3 separate regions of the Sus scrofa genome follow, and all the other regions are linked to region 1. A link is a contact called in public Hi-C and HiChIP or PLAC-seq data. All regions are on one chromosome and are shown on one strand. The core of a region is the stretch at or near the end of the contact, and the rest is flanking DNA. Distances in the headings are between cores, read along the strand shown.

Region 1 (4,436 bases), core at 1,068-3,567:
TCCTATATTATATTTTAAAAAAATGCTTTGTGGTTACTGGTTCTGATCCTTCTACTGCCTAGTTCTCTGGAAAGTATATCTTCCCAGGTAGTCTAAGGGAAGCTTTACTTTTTCCTTACCTGGGCTTGTATTCTGGACAGTGCAAGTCCAGGATTTCCCTAGAAGCAGCAGCATCTCACTGAGGTGTCATGAGGTTTCTTCCACTGCTAAATATAGCCAAAAATAATGCCATTTACCCACAAAGTGGCTTTTTATTGAGCATAATGCTTACCAGTCCTGGTATGTGTTTGTCCTGAGCTAAGATGTGCAGTGGACTTCTGTAAAGGTCCCAGCTCTTAGCTCAGTTTGGCTGGGAAGGGGAGACAGTTATCAGAAATAAAAGCATAATAAAAGGCTAGGGTGAGTAGAGCAGGAACTACTTGTTATGGGGTACAATCAAGGCCCTGGCAGGTCATGAAGAGTGGGTCCTTGACATCTGAATATCTGTAAAGCAATCCTCAAGGATTATTTCTGCATTAGGGAGATTGCTTTTTTTTTTTTTTTTTTTTTTTTGTCATTTCTTGGGCTGCTCCCGCAGCATATGGAAGTTCCCAGGCTAGGGGTCTAAATGGAGCTGTAGCTGCCAGCCTACGCCAGAGCCACAGCAACACAGGATCCGAGCCACATCTGCAACCTACACCACAGCTCACGGCAACGCCGGATCGTTAACCCACTGAGCAAGGGCAGGGATCGAACCCACAACCTCATGGTTCCTAGTCGGATTCGTTAACCACTGCGCCACGACGGGAACTCCAATTAGGGAGATTGCTGAGAGTGGAATGGTAGAGGTCAGACCTGGATCAAACAGTACCTGTTAAAAAAAAACAAAACTGAAAACTTCCCATCAAGGTTCATCTTCCTGCTAAAGCAGGTGCAAGGAACCCCCTGTCTTTAATGTCTTTCACTGGCAGGTGATACATATGCATAATGGCATTATTTAATCTACAGGCTACCAGTGTCCTACTTATCAGCTACTTTGCATCAAGCTTGGTGGAAGACAGATTTGCAAGGGTACCAGGACTCAACAGAAACAACAGAAACATTAAATAGCAATGTGGAACAATGGAATTTAAACTGTCACCAGGTGGCAGCACATGATTTCTTGCTGCAAGAATGATATCAAAGGCTTTGGGCCAGGGGGACTGGGCTCTGGTGATCTCTTTTCTCCTTTCAGAGAGCCAGTGAACTATCAATCTTCCTAAAACTGTCCTGTTAAGGCTACTCTACTGTTAACCTTGGATAATTCTCACAGCCTAAAAAAGAAAGGGCAAGTTTGGCTTATGGCTACACCCATATTTAACCTCTTCTCTTTCCATTTTTATTTTCTACCACTTCTCTCTGTTAAACTTTAGTGCCACTAGGAATGCACATCACCCATCCTCTAACTAATTCAAATCCCACTCATCTATCAAGACCCTTCCAATAGGAGGCAAGCCTAGAGATGTCAGAGAAGAGGTCTCTAATCCCAGGGAGTGCTGGTGCAGGAGGGCCCGTACTCCACTGTTTCTTTAGCTGCTCTTGTCCTGTTCCAATATGCTCAGGCATGAGATAATGAGTGCCTGAGGTCCAGGCATATGGAGAACATGAGGAAATACGCGCCTGTTGAGCAGTTGAATAGAATTCTTATTCTCTACTCCTCTTTTCAAGGCAGCGCAAGTATTACCTCCTCGAAGCTTTCACCAAGTCGAATCTTAGTCTAGATGAATTGCTTGCTCCCTTAGCATTTCTACCCATTGCTCTTACTATCTCGAGTCACTAGTAGTTGTTTATGTATGTCCCCCCCCGCCCCCACTATACTGAGCTCCTGTCCAACTCACCATTCATACGGCTTTTGCCTACTCAGCTATAAGTTCACCAACCCAAAAGCTGCTCCAGTCGAATCCATTTTCTGTTGGGTTTATCAATTACCAAGCGGTTGTATATGTTTGGCACTTTGATTGGTCCATTTTGTGTTTACTGTCCCGCCCCCTGAGAGGCTCGGGTGCTTGGGTTTCCCCCAGGTGTATTCCCTCCTCTTTGGTTCCGCCTTTCCCACACACTGCCTCTTCTGTTTTTACCTCCGCTTCCTTCCTATTGGTTCCCTTCCTCCGCCAGCGTTGGCGCTTGCGGCTGATGATTGGCTCTTCTGAAAGCCCATTGTGCCCACCCTCATACCACGTGGCATTCTTAACGCTAATTGGGCAATTCCTCTAGCTCGTTTTTTCAAGGATGGACCATTGATTGGCTGCTTTGTGGGAGGGCTTGAGTAGAGGGGTGTGGCAGTTGAAGCCCCGCCCCTAGCTCCCCTGCCCTGCGGGGCAGGCGTTTCGGTCGCCTGCTTGCGGCCGGGGAGCCCAGCGGCGCTTCCAGCCGCTCTCTTTGACTCGCCGGCCGGATCACCCTTCTGGCCCCGCCGAGCAGGCGCGGGGGAGCGGCCCCGACTGCGGGGTCATGGCAGTAGCCTCCTCGTTCTTCGCCGCCGCTGGCCCCGCCGAGTCGCCGGCTTCTGCGCGAGGGACGCCCACCGCCTCCGCAGGCTAAGAGCCGCTGCCGCCTCCGAGCTGTGAGGGCTACTATGCTCCCCCTTTGCCTCCGCCTCCCCCTCCCACCCGCGCAGGCCCCTCTCTGGCTGCTAAGTCCCGCCTCAGGTAACGCCAGGAGAGCGCGTGGGGCACGAGCCCGGGGCACCCCGGCCCGCGCGGGCGGCTGCTACCCGTCTACGTCCCGGAGCACTGGCGCTCACATCTTCCGCACTGGCAGGACTCCTCCTCTTGCCGGAGGTCCTCCTCTCCGTGCTGGGGACCCTCTTCGACCCCTTTCCCTTCTCTTCACTTCCTCCCGGGCCCCAGGACAGCCCCTCCCCTCCCCCCGGAGGCCCGGAGCCCGTGAGACGTTCCTTCGTAGGAGGGACCCGGTCCCGGACTCCTCTCGGGCACTTTCTGTCCTGCGGAGACTCGGGAGTCTTTCCCTCCTGTTTCCGAGACCTCTGGCTCCACCCGGAGAGCTTCTCTCGGCCGTCTCGGAGCTCCGGACTCCCTCACTCTTCTCAAACACACTCTTCCCTCGAAAACATCCACTTCTCCTCTCGAGAGATACTCCCCCGGGCAGACACTCCTGGCTCTTTCGTTCCACTTCCCCCCGGTTACCCCTCTTTTCCGCGTCTCTCCTCTTCCCTCCTCTGCCCGTCCCCCTCGCTTTAAACACTCTGGACGAAGCCAGTATTCAGAGGTAGCTGGCATGAAGCCGGGTTTGCCGAATGTAGAAACCGTTCAGCTTTTCCCTCTGAAAAAGCCTTGCCACATGAGTTGGACTTCATTCTGTAGGTATGGGGAACCATCGACGCTTCTGTAAGCAGCGGTTGGGTTTGGTGGATTATCTCCGGCGAAAACGGAGGAGGAATTCAGAAGTGAGGACTATGGAGGCAGAAAGCCTAGGTAGGCAGGAGAGGAGTGTGCTAATCCAGGTCAGAGGGGAAGAGGGACGCGAAAATGAAGAGAAAGGCGTGCAATTCCATGAGGTTTCCAAACGGAATTAGTGGGAGATGGCTACCTTGACTCGTGGGAGGGACTGGTGGTGTTAATTGAAGTAGGGACGTAAGGAAGCAATTGTAAGGGAAAGCAATGAATTTGGTTTTGGACACGTTTCGTTTGAGGGATTTTTCAGATTTCATTGTGGGTCGCTAGAAATTTGGGTCTGAGAATTGGGAGAAGGGTTGGAACTGAATGCATAAATTTGAGGGTTACCGAGAATATATAGGGGATATTTGAAGCCTTAGAATGGGATGGTAATACTGAAAGAAGAGAAGAAAAGGGCTACGGACCAGAAGGAGCATCATTATTTGGGTAACAGACCTTGAGGAAGAGAGGTTAAAAGACTGGAACAAGAACTAGAACAGAGTGTCACTATGATGGAAGCCAAAGGAAGAAGGTTTCAAGAAGGGCGCGGCTGATCGTCGCTGTATGACGTTTGACCAACAGAATGAGAATTGGGAAGAAACCACTGAATTTAATAATTAGGAGTTGGCTTGTTTTCTTTGAAAACTACTGTACATAGTGTGACGTGGGAATGGTGGCAGTAGTCAGATCATGATGGATTGAAGAGCAAGTGTGAGGCAGTGAGTAAAATTCATCTTTTGACAACTGTGGTTATGAAGGAGAGCTGATAGTGAAACATCTTTGTTGAGATTATACTATATGCCAGGTATCATAAAGACGCCTTACAGGTCACAACAGCCTTGTTTAGGTATCAGGATTCCTTTTTTACAGTTGGGAAGACTATAGGCAATAATTTAAAAAAGATCTGTGGTAGCTCTGAAACCTTTGTTCTTTCCACTATGGCTCATGTGTGTTACTCTTTTGATTGCAGGTGAAACAGTTTTGTCGGTTGAGGGAAATGTTATTTAGGACATATGGTGGGCA
Region 2 (4,286 bases), core at 1,126-3,625, 69 kb before region 1:
GTACCTATGAAGTTCAAGAACAGACAAAACTAATCTGTAATGTTAAGTCAAAAAAGCTATTTTTTTTGTCTTTTTAGGGCCACACATGCAGCACACAGAAGCTTCCAGGCTAGGGGTCAAATGGGAGCTATAGATGCCAGCCTACACCAGTCACAGCAACTCAGCAGTGTCCACAACCCATACCACAGCTCACCGCTGAGCCATGACAGAAACTCCACAGGAGAGCTACCTTTGATAGGAGTGTGACTAAAATGGAGTTTCTAAGTTCCCTAGACCTGTTTTGTTTCCCTTTGTGAAAATTCACTCAACTTTACCATGTGCGCATTTTGTAATATGTCATATAAAAGGGACTCCTTTAATGTGTCAATAAAATGTACTCCTTAACCACACTACACTACACACTGTTTTCCTCATCTTGTCGTCGTCCCGCCCCCACTTTTTAGGGCTGCAGTGTGTCATATGGAAGCTCCTGGGGTAGGGGTCGAATTGGAGCCACAGCTGCAGGGCTACACCACAGCTCACACTGGATCCTTAACCCACTGAGCAAGACCAGGGATCAAACCCGCATCCTCGTAGATACTAGGCGGATTCTTAACCCGCTGAGCCATGATGGGAACTCCGTATACTTTCATCTTTTATAACAGAAACAAAAACCTTTTAAGAACTAGTTAGCTAATAAAGATAAGGACTGACTTAACAGTTATACAATCATGGATAACTTTTAGCAGCTTTGTTGAAATGGCATGAGGGGACAGAAACCCAATTGAAGCTTTTTCCTGATGACAAAACTGTAGCCCAATACTCAATACTTTGGCCATGAAAGTAATATCAAAACCAATTTTGAATTGAGGTTTATTTCTCATTCTATTTCACCTCTCTACTGCTTTAGAAGTTATACATACATGTTTTTATTCTTTTAATGCTAATATTGGAATTATAACGTGCATCAAGAGAGTCTAAACCCAATTTTCTTTACCCTCCCCCTCAAACATCTTAAAAGCTTTACCTCTTTATTGCCTCAGGAACTTACTTAACTGAGGAATGCTGCCTTTATTGTTCTCTTCAACTAGGTTTTCATGCAATTTCCTCTCAAGTAAGCTTTGGGGAGGGGGGATAAATAATGAGGGAATAAACAAAATACTGGGGTTTACTCCAGACTCTGCCACATAATAATGTGGATTCTTTTTCTTCGAATGAAACAGCCAGTTTTCTTTCACTGTTCGAAAAATACCTGTGTCTGAGTGTCACTGCGCTGCTTTCGCAGCACTCACGTCTTCTATCACCCCTCCAGTCCTTCCATTATACTTCGCCCATTCTCCTAGCAACCCGACACCGCTGCAAGCGAGGAGACCTCCACGCAGAGCTACGAGGTGCTTCGCTCCCCGATAAGGTCCCCCAGCAGCAGCCAAGCCCCTCGCCAGAACTCCCAACTCCCAAAGAGCCACAGAAAAGAAACAGTAACCAAGAACACGGCCACCTAAGGAGAAGAGGACAGAGCGACCCGGGAGACCGCGGGAACAGGCGTCCACGCGCCCCGCCGCGGAAGTCCGAGGGGCAGGGCGAGCCGCACGGCCCCAAACAATGGAGTTTTCCCGCCTCCTCCGGGGCCCGCCCCCCGCTCCGGGGCGGGCGGAGGGCGGCGAGCTCGCGAGCGCACGACCCCGCCCCCGGGAGGCCCCGCCCCCTCCGACCCACCGGCCCGGCCTCCCTCCTCGTGCAGGGTTTTTTTTTTTTCCCTTTTTTTTTTTGGCGCCAAATCTCCGTGGGTTGTTTTCCTGAGTTGTTTGAGGATCCTATCGGAGGCCCCGGAGTGGGGGGACACCAGGGCGTGAGGGCCCACTGCCACGCCGGGGCCCCGCCGAGAGCCCCGGGCCGGGGAAGGAAGGAGAGGGGCAGGCGATGGAAACTGCCGCCGCTGCCCCCGGCAAGATGGCGGCCGCAAAATGCGGGGCAGGGGGCGCCAGGCGACCGGTGTTCCTGCTGCGGAGCACGGTCCTCTGCAAGAGGTGGGCTGCTCCCGTGTCAGGGCCTCCCGGTGATAGCGACCGTGCCTCACGGGGAGGCACGTCCTCCCACCCTCCGGTCTGTCCCTCCCGCGGAGCCTCCGTCCACCACCCCCTCTCCGCGGACTGGCCAGTGCCTCAAGCTCTCTACCGTCCAGCTTACTTGTCGGCGGAAACCAGCTCCGTGGTGATGGCGGCAGTAGCGGTGGACTCTGCGGCCATCGTTACCCTGAGACGGTGGACCAGCGGACGGAACAGAGCCTGTGAGAAAAACAGGGAATTAGGAAAGCCTAGGACTTAACCGGGGACAGAAAATGGCAGATTGGAGACCCCGCGCGGCTGGGTCCTCTTATATACCGGGGCCTTCGCTCCGCCCATCCACTTCCGGACCCTCCCCCTCGAGTTTAAAGGGCCAGGACTCAGCCCCAATCCAGCCCAAGGACATACCCCGCCCTCACTGGTTCTGCAGTGTACCTTTCGTCCCTGTCCCGCCTTCCTCGAAAAAAGCTACTTCCTGCTTCTCTAGCAAGTCGCGTATAAAAAAGAACGAGAATCTTGGTACTATAGCTCCTGACTGGACCTCGGCCAGAGGCTTCCAGAGGAGGGGAAGCTGGTGCTGCTCTGCATATTTAGAGCGAGTCGTCGAGAGTCTCTTTCTAGCCTGGATTTTCAGGGAGGTAACTGAGACTTTCGGCCCGCCCTCTCAGTCGTAACGGATGGACACGCAGGAGCAGAGCACGGATACAGCAGCAACGGCTAGAACTGATCGGGTGAAGAGACGCGTGGTTCAGAGCCTCAGCAACAGCTGACGCGAGAAGAAGCTGTCCTAGGATTGGCCACTGCTGAAACTACCGCGCTGGATTCAAAGCTCAGGGCTGAGGCAGGACGCGGCGGGCTCCTCCCTCTGAACCCGCCCCCTTGGGCTGGCCCAATCCGCTGATGCCATCCTCTTAGGCCCTACCCAGACTCCAAATCTAACTAGCTCTTTTTGTATGTTCCTAGCTGCAGTTTATCTTTTTTTTTTTTTTTTTTTTTGTCCCTTATGTGCGAGGGTGCTGTACTTGGACACTTTAAAGCTATCAGCTGTCTTCCTTAATCTTAACAGCAACGCTGCTAGTGACAACGGTGTTATCAGACCCCTTTGGTAATAATAGAAACCAAGGTTCGGAGAAGGTGTGACTTGCTCAGAAAGTTGCAAGACAAGTCGTTTATGGAAAGTAATGTGATTCGTTTCCTGCAACTGGCTGAATGGAAGATACCTGGCAGGCTGAATTGATTGTACTTCCTCACACCTGGAGCGTCATGCATTGCCTTCCACCATGGCCTTGCCTACAGCGATTAGAACAGGAATTTCATTTCCATCCAGGTTCAGACATACTGGGAAAGATGGCTAGGGAGGATTTGAATCCCAGTCTGCCAAGACTCAGGCAGTTTGAAATCTTTGGGGATATGGAGCTAGACCTGCAAATGGCAAATTCCTGTAGCAAGTAAACGTGGGCTCTGTTTTTAGCTGGGTTACCTGAGCCCAGTCATGTAACCTTAGAAGACTGCATAAAATGAGGACAATATTAGTATCCACTCTTTAAGAATACTGTGAGACTTAGAGATAATGCTTGCTTCAACAATCAGCACTATGCCTGTGTCATGCTAACCATTTACTAAATGGCTACCATAGTCTGGTGACACAGTACTGGAACACTGGGCTCTAGAGAAGGACACTCTCTCCAGAGTCCTTGCAGCCAGGGGTAAGGCCTGAGAAATCCAGTCCAAAACTTTGTGTGACCCACTCATTCATTAAAGTCACTGAACAATTGTGATTCACAAGGCTTTGGGGGTTTTTTTGGTTTTTTTGTTTGTTTTTTGTCCTCTTGCCTTTTCTGGGGCTGCTCCCGCAGCATATGGAGGTTCCCAGGCTAAGGGTTGAATCAGAGCTGTAGCTGCCAGCCTATACCATAGCCACAGCAACATGGGATCCGAGCCACGTCTGCGACCTACACCACAGCTCACGGGGCAACGCCAGATCCTTAACTCACCGAGCAAGGCCAGGGATTGAACCCACAATCTCATGGTTCCTAGTTGGATTCTTTAACCACTGAGCCATGGCTTTGTTCTAAGGACAAAAAACATGGTGTCTGCCATTGAGGAACTCAGTTTTATTTTAAAATATATATTTTAAAAAGGATTTTAGGAGTTTTAACTGTGGTCAGTGGTTTAAGATCCCAACTAGTATCCATCAAGATGCGGGCTTGATCCCTGACCTCCATCAGTTGGGTTAAGGATCTG
Region 3 (4,391 bases), core at 1,273-3,772, 110 kb after region 1:
CCTCAGTGGGTGAGTGGCCAGGCCTATGTGGAGAAAAGGCATTCCAGGTAACGAGATCGGCGGTGTGTGCAAATGTGCGCCTACACGGGAGTCGGACCCTCAGAAGCAGGAGTGAAAGGCTTTGTGTCCCATGCAGAGGACTGTGGGTTTTATCCTAAGCGCGTCGGTGACTAATTTTAACAGGGACATGGCTTCAGGTTGGCATTTTAGAAGGATTATCTTGGCTCTATTAAGGAAAGTGGATTCGAATGGGGGCTAAGTCTATTCAAGATGTAAGAAGGGGCAAAGAAGACGAGTTAGAAAGCCGATGGAGGGAGTTTCGTTATGGCTCAGTGGAACACGAATCTGACTCGCATCCATGAGGATGGGGGTTCGATCCATAGCTTCACTTCGTGGGTCAGGGATCCCGCGGTGCTGTGAGCTGCCGTGTAGGTCTCAGACGCAGCTTGGATCCCGAGTTACTGGAGCTGTGGTGTAGGCCAGCAGCTGTAGTTCCAATTCGACTCCTAGCCTGGGAACCTCCGTATGCTGCGGGTGCAGCCCTAAAAAGCAGAAAGAAAGGAAGGAAGAAAAGGGAGGGAGGGAGGAGAGAGGAAGGAAGGAAGGAAGCAAGGAAGGAAGGAAGGAAGGAAGGAAGGAAGGAAGGAAAGAGCAAGCAAGCAAGCAAGCCAATGGGATGACCCGGGGAGGGATGATAATAATAAGATGCTGAGAGTGGGCAGAGTGAGTTGTGAACTGTGAGCTAAACACTGTGCTCACATACTTTGTACACCTTCCATCTTTTAATTATTCCATGCCTTTGATTAAACACCAAATCATGTTGGTTCTACCTCTGCGATGTCGCCAGATACCAACCTCCTCTCCATTCTTGCTGCCTTCGTTACTTCTCACCTGATAATTCTAGAACCCTCCTAACTGTTCTCCCAGCCTCAATTCTTAGCCTTTCCATGTGGTTTGTACATAACCGTTAGAATGATATTTCTGTGTAGCATATCTGATCATGTTATTGTCCTGAGTGGAAAAAATTGATTATGTGACACCTCGACTAGACTGTGAACTAAGGGCAGGGACTTGCCCCACGTAGCTTTGTGTTTTCACATGGGAGGTTTTCAGTGTTTGGGTAGGTAAATGGATAGGTAGATGAATCTTCTTCAGGACAACCCTGCTAATTAGGTGGCAGCAAATGATCTCGTTAGTTGTGTGGCAGCACATTTATCTGCCTTAGATAAGTGCGCCAGCCCTAGGCTAATTAGACTGTTTTTCAAAAAGGAATAATAATTCTTACAGTTGGTATTTCTTTCTTAATCTCTCTGCATATGCCTTTGACCCACTGTTCATAGATAAGTTTGTTTGGTTACAGGTGTCAGTCCATTGATAATTCAAAGTTGTTTTGTTTTTTTTTTAAAGTAACCATTTTGTCTTGTTCTTCTGACTAGTTTTGATTGGGTCAAGTTATGATTAGAAAGAAAAGAATAGAATCAGTGAGACTTGAGAGCAGGAGCCCTGGGTGTAGTGACTGTTACCTCAGTACTGCCTTGTGCTGCTCCAGAATATCCTCTCTTTCTTTTTTCTTTTTTTTTTTTTTTTTTTTTTTTTTTGCTTTTTAGGGCCGCACTTGTGGCATCTGGAGGTTCCCAGGCTAGGGGTCTAATCGGAGCTGTCGCTGCCGGCCTACACCACAGCCACAGCAATGCCAGATCCGAGCCATGTCTGAGACCTACACCACAGCTCACAGTAATGCTGGATCTTTAACCCACTGAGCGAGGCCAGGGATCGAACCCGCCTCCTCATGGATACTAGTTGGGTTCGTTAACCACTGAGCCACGATGGGAACTCTGTAATTTCTTGCATAATATTTGGTCCCCAAGACGCATTTGTTTATTGAGCCTTCTAGGAAAAGGGTCTTTATTGAAATGAAGTATCAAACACAAATGAAATGGCAGAAACTCTGACATTTTATTAGAGCACGAGGAGGAAAGACAGGTTTTGGCACAGGTAAAGCTGAGGACCAGTCAGTCACTGAGAGGGATTAAAGTACCTATAACACATTCGATTGGCTCATATTGTATTGTAGTTTTCTGAACTTGAAAGGTGACTATGTTTTTTGGTGGAATTTTTTTTTTTTTTTTTTTTGGCCACACCCAAGGCATGTGGAAGTTCCCGGGCCAGGGATTGAACCTGCATTGCAGCTGCAGCCTGTGCCACAGCTGCAGGGGCAACACTGGATCCTTGTGCCAAAAGGGAACTTCCAGAACTTGAAAGTTTAAAAGAGCAGGAGTAAAAATTATAAAAACCTAGTAGGTATTTAAATGTGTTGCCAATGCCTTAGGTTGTTTTTGGGCTCCCAGGGGAGCGGTGTGGAAGAAAATGAAAGCAAAGCAGCTGTTATCCGCAACCCAGAAAGCTGAAAGTGTTCGAACAGTTGCTCTTGCCTCTGCCTCCCACAGAGGGATTTGTTCAGAGGACACACCAGCTGAGTCTGCATGGGGATTTGCTTATGGGGAAGTGGACATTTCGACTAATGGGCACACAGCGTGTGTAGCAACTTAGAAATCTTCCTTGTTGGCAGATCTCAAACTTCCTTTCCTCATACATGCAAAAAGGTCTTGAGACACTGAGAAGTTGTGGTTTCTGAAGGCCCAGAGGGTTATCAGCCCCACCGAAGAATTGTTCACAGAAGGCAGGCCGGAGAAATGGGTTGTCACGACAAACTCCACTTGGTTTCCCTCTGCGGTCCTGGTTTGTACATTTTTCATCTTGGGTGGAAAAGTCAGGCTCACCAGCCTGTGTGGTTCCTCCCCATGTCTCACCTTGGTCCTCTGCCCTCCACCCTGTGGCTTGGTCTGCGGATGTCTCAGGCCTTCAGAGCCATGGCTGGACGGGGTAAACGTGTGTCTCTGAACCAGAATCGGGAGTCCTGGCTTAGCCCGCAGAGAGTGCACAGACAGGCCTTTCAGCAGGCTCTTCTGCCTGGCCCTCATTTGGGAAACCTGCATGGTTCCTGAAGTCAGGCCTTCTGTGTCACACGGTCACCATGCCGGAGAAGTGAACCGCTGCCTCTTCATGTCTTCTTCACTCTCAGAGCTAAAGAAATTTGTCCGTGTGATCACCTGTCAGCTTCATGGCCCCCATGTAGCTTGGAATTTACAAGCTCAGCTGCTCTTTAGCAAACGAGCACCTTAGATGCGAACCATGAACAGACCCAACTCGAGTAAGGAGAGGAAGGCACAGTGCAAATGCCGTCATTACGCCTCGTTTGGAGATTTCCAAAGATGGATTCTTGAGCAAGATGAAGCAGATCAACAGGTTTCCCTTTTGAGAAGTTTGGTGTATTTTTAGCCTTTCTCTCTGCCCTGCCAGACCTGATTGGCTTCATCCAAGCATCTGAAGTGCTGCGTTGTGCTGCCCCCAATTGGTGCTTTTTGGTATTTATGTTGCCACATCAGAACATCTCAGATTATGTGGAATTTACATTTTTTCTTAGCACTTTCATATATTTCTGTTCATTCAGTTCCCATGAGAACACTGTGAGTCATATGGATGGAGGATTGTCATACCTACTCTGCAGGTGGGAAAACTGAAGGGCGGCCTTATTAATTGATTCGTGCAAAGTTTTAAAAGGCTGCTAAGAGGCAAAATTGAACTAAAATTCAGATTTCTTGTCTTCTATCCAATTAGGTTCCCTAGTCTTTTGTAAAATTATTATCATACCTTTAAAAAAAGGTATGAAGTGCTTAATTTTAGGCTTAGAGGAATTTCCCCCTTTTTCTTCCTTGGAAGGAGGAGGGATATAAGACGTCATGTAAGGTTTGAATAAATTCATGATTTACTTGGCAAAAAAGTTGAACTCCTGTTCTGCATGAGGTTCTCTGACTCCAGATGCCACAACCTCTAACTCTCCAGGACAATGCAGGAGTAGAGCGTCAGCCCTGGAGCCAGACTGGGTTTGAGCCCTGGCTCTGCTGCTTAATAACTGGGTAACTTTGAGCAAGTTGTTTAAGCTCGAAGTGCCTTTTGTAAAATGAGACTAATTGCACACTTACCTTAGGGTTATGTGAAGATTAAATGATGCAGTTATTGGGACATTCTCACGAGTAGTGCCTGGCACAAAGTAAGCACCAAATAAATACTAGCTATTGCCGCCGCCGCTGTTATTATTATTTATTACTACTACTATTATTATTATTTTTAATCCTCACATATGCTTGAGCCTGCTGGAAGTCAAATTACTTTTTTATCTTTTTAGGGCCGCACCCGAGGCCTATGGAGGTTCCCAGGCTAGGGGTTGAATCAGAGCTACAGCTGCCAGCCTACACCACAGCCACAGCAACATGGTATCCGAGCCGCGTCTGCAACCTACACCACAGCTCATGGCAACGCCGGATCCTTAA

Evidence for each region. A called contact is a pair of places that touch in the nucleus more often than the background predicts. HiChIP or PLAC-seq counts read pairs in DNA pulled down with a chosen protein or histone mark.
Region 2: a contact with region 1 is called in a Hi-C map of fetal liver, with 2.5 times the contacts expected there. The contact joins the promoter of NASP here to the promoter of TESK2 in region 1. A contact is called at or near these places in 1 of 5 promoter capture datasets (liver), 12 of 47 Hi-C or Micro-C datasets (alveolar macrophages, blood, embryonic fibroblasts and 6 more) and 2 of 2 datasets of contacts at active chromatin or transcription factors (alveolar macrophages and skeletal muscle).
Region 3: an H3K27ac HiChIP or PLAC-seq map of skeletal muscle shows a contact between it and region 1, with 12 times the contacts expected there. The contact joins the enhancer-like site here to the promoter of TESK2 in region 1. A contact is called at or near these places in 3 of 5 promoter capture datasets (fetal liver, fetal skeletal muscle and liver), 34 of 47 Hi-C or Micro-C datasets (adipose tissue, alveolar macrophages, blood and 17 more) and 2 of 2 datasets of contacts at active chromatin or transcription factors (alveolar macrophages and skeletal muscle).

The regions. Positions count from the first base shown.
Region 1 is chr6:165,871,859-165,876,294 of Sscrofa11.1, forward strand. TESK2 (dual specificity testis-specific protein kinase 2) reads left to right here and starts at 2,318. Exons shown (of 12, transcript XM_021096752.1): 1 at 2,318-2,666; 2 at 3,342-3,452.
Region 2 is chr6:165,802,603-165,806,888 of Sscrofa11.1, forward strand. NASP (nuclear autoantigenic sperm protein) reads right to left here and starts at 2,376. Exons shown (of 14, transcript XM_021096741.1): 1 at 2,167-2,376. The coding sequence starts at 2,225.
Region 3 is chr6:165,978,874-165,983,264 of Sscrofa11.1, forward strand. All of the region lies in intron 5 of TESK2 (dual specificity testis-specific protein kinase 2), which reads left to right. Among named protein-coding and RNA genes, the nearest start is that of MUTYH, 22 kb to the right of the region's middle. Within about 2 kb of position 2,523, at least 20 of the 83 cell types and tissues checked have an H3K27ac peak or open chromatin away from gene starts, as enhancers often do. A contact at or near this core is called in adipose tissue, alveolar macrophages, liver and 3 more, where this site is marked.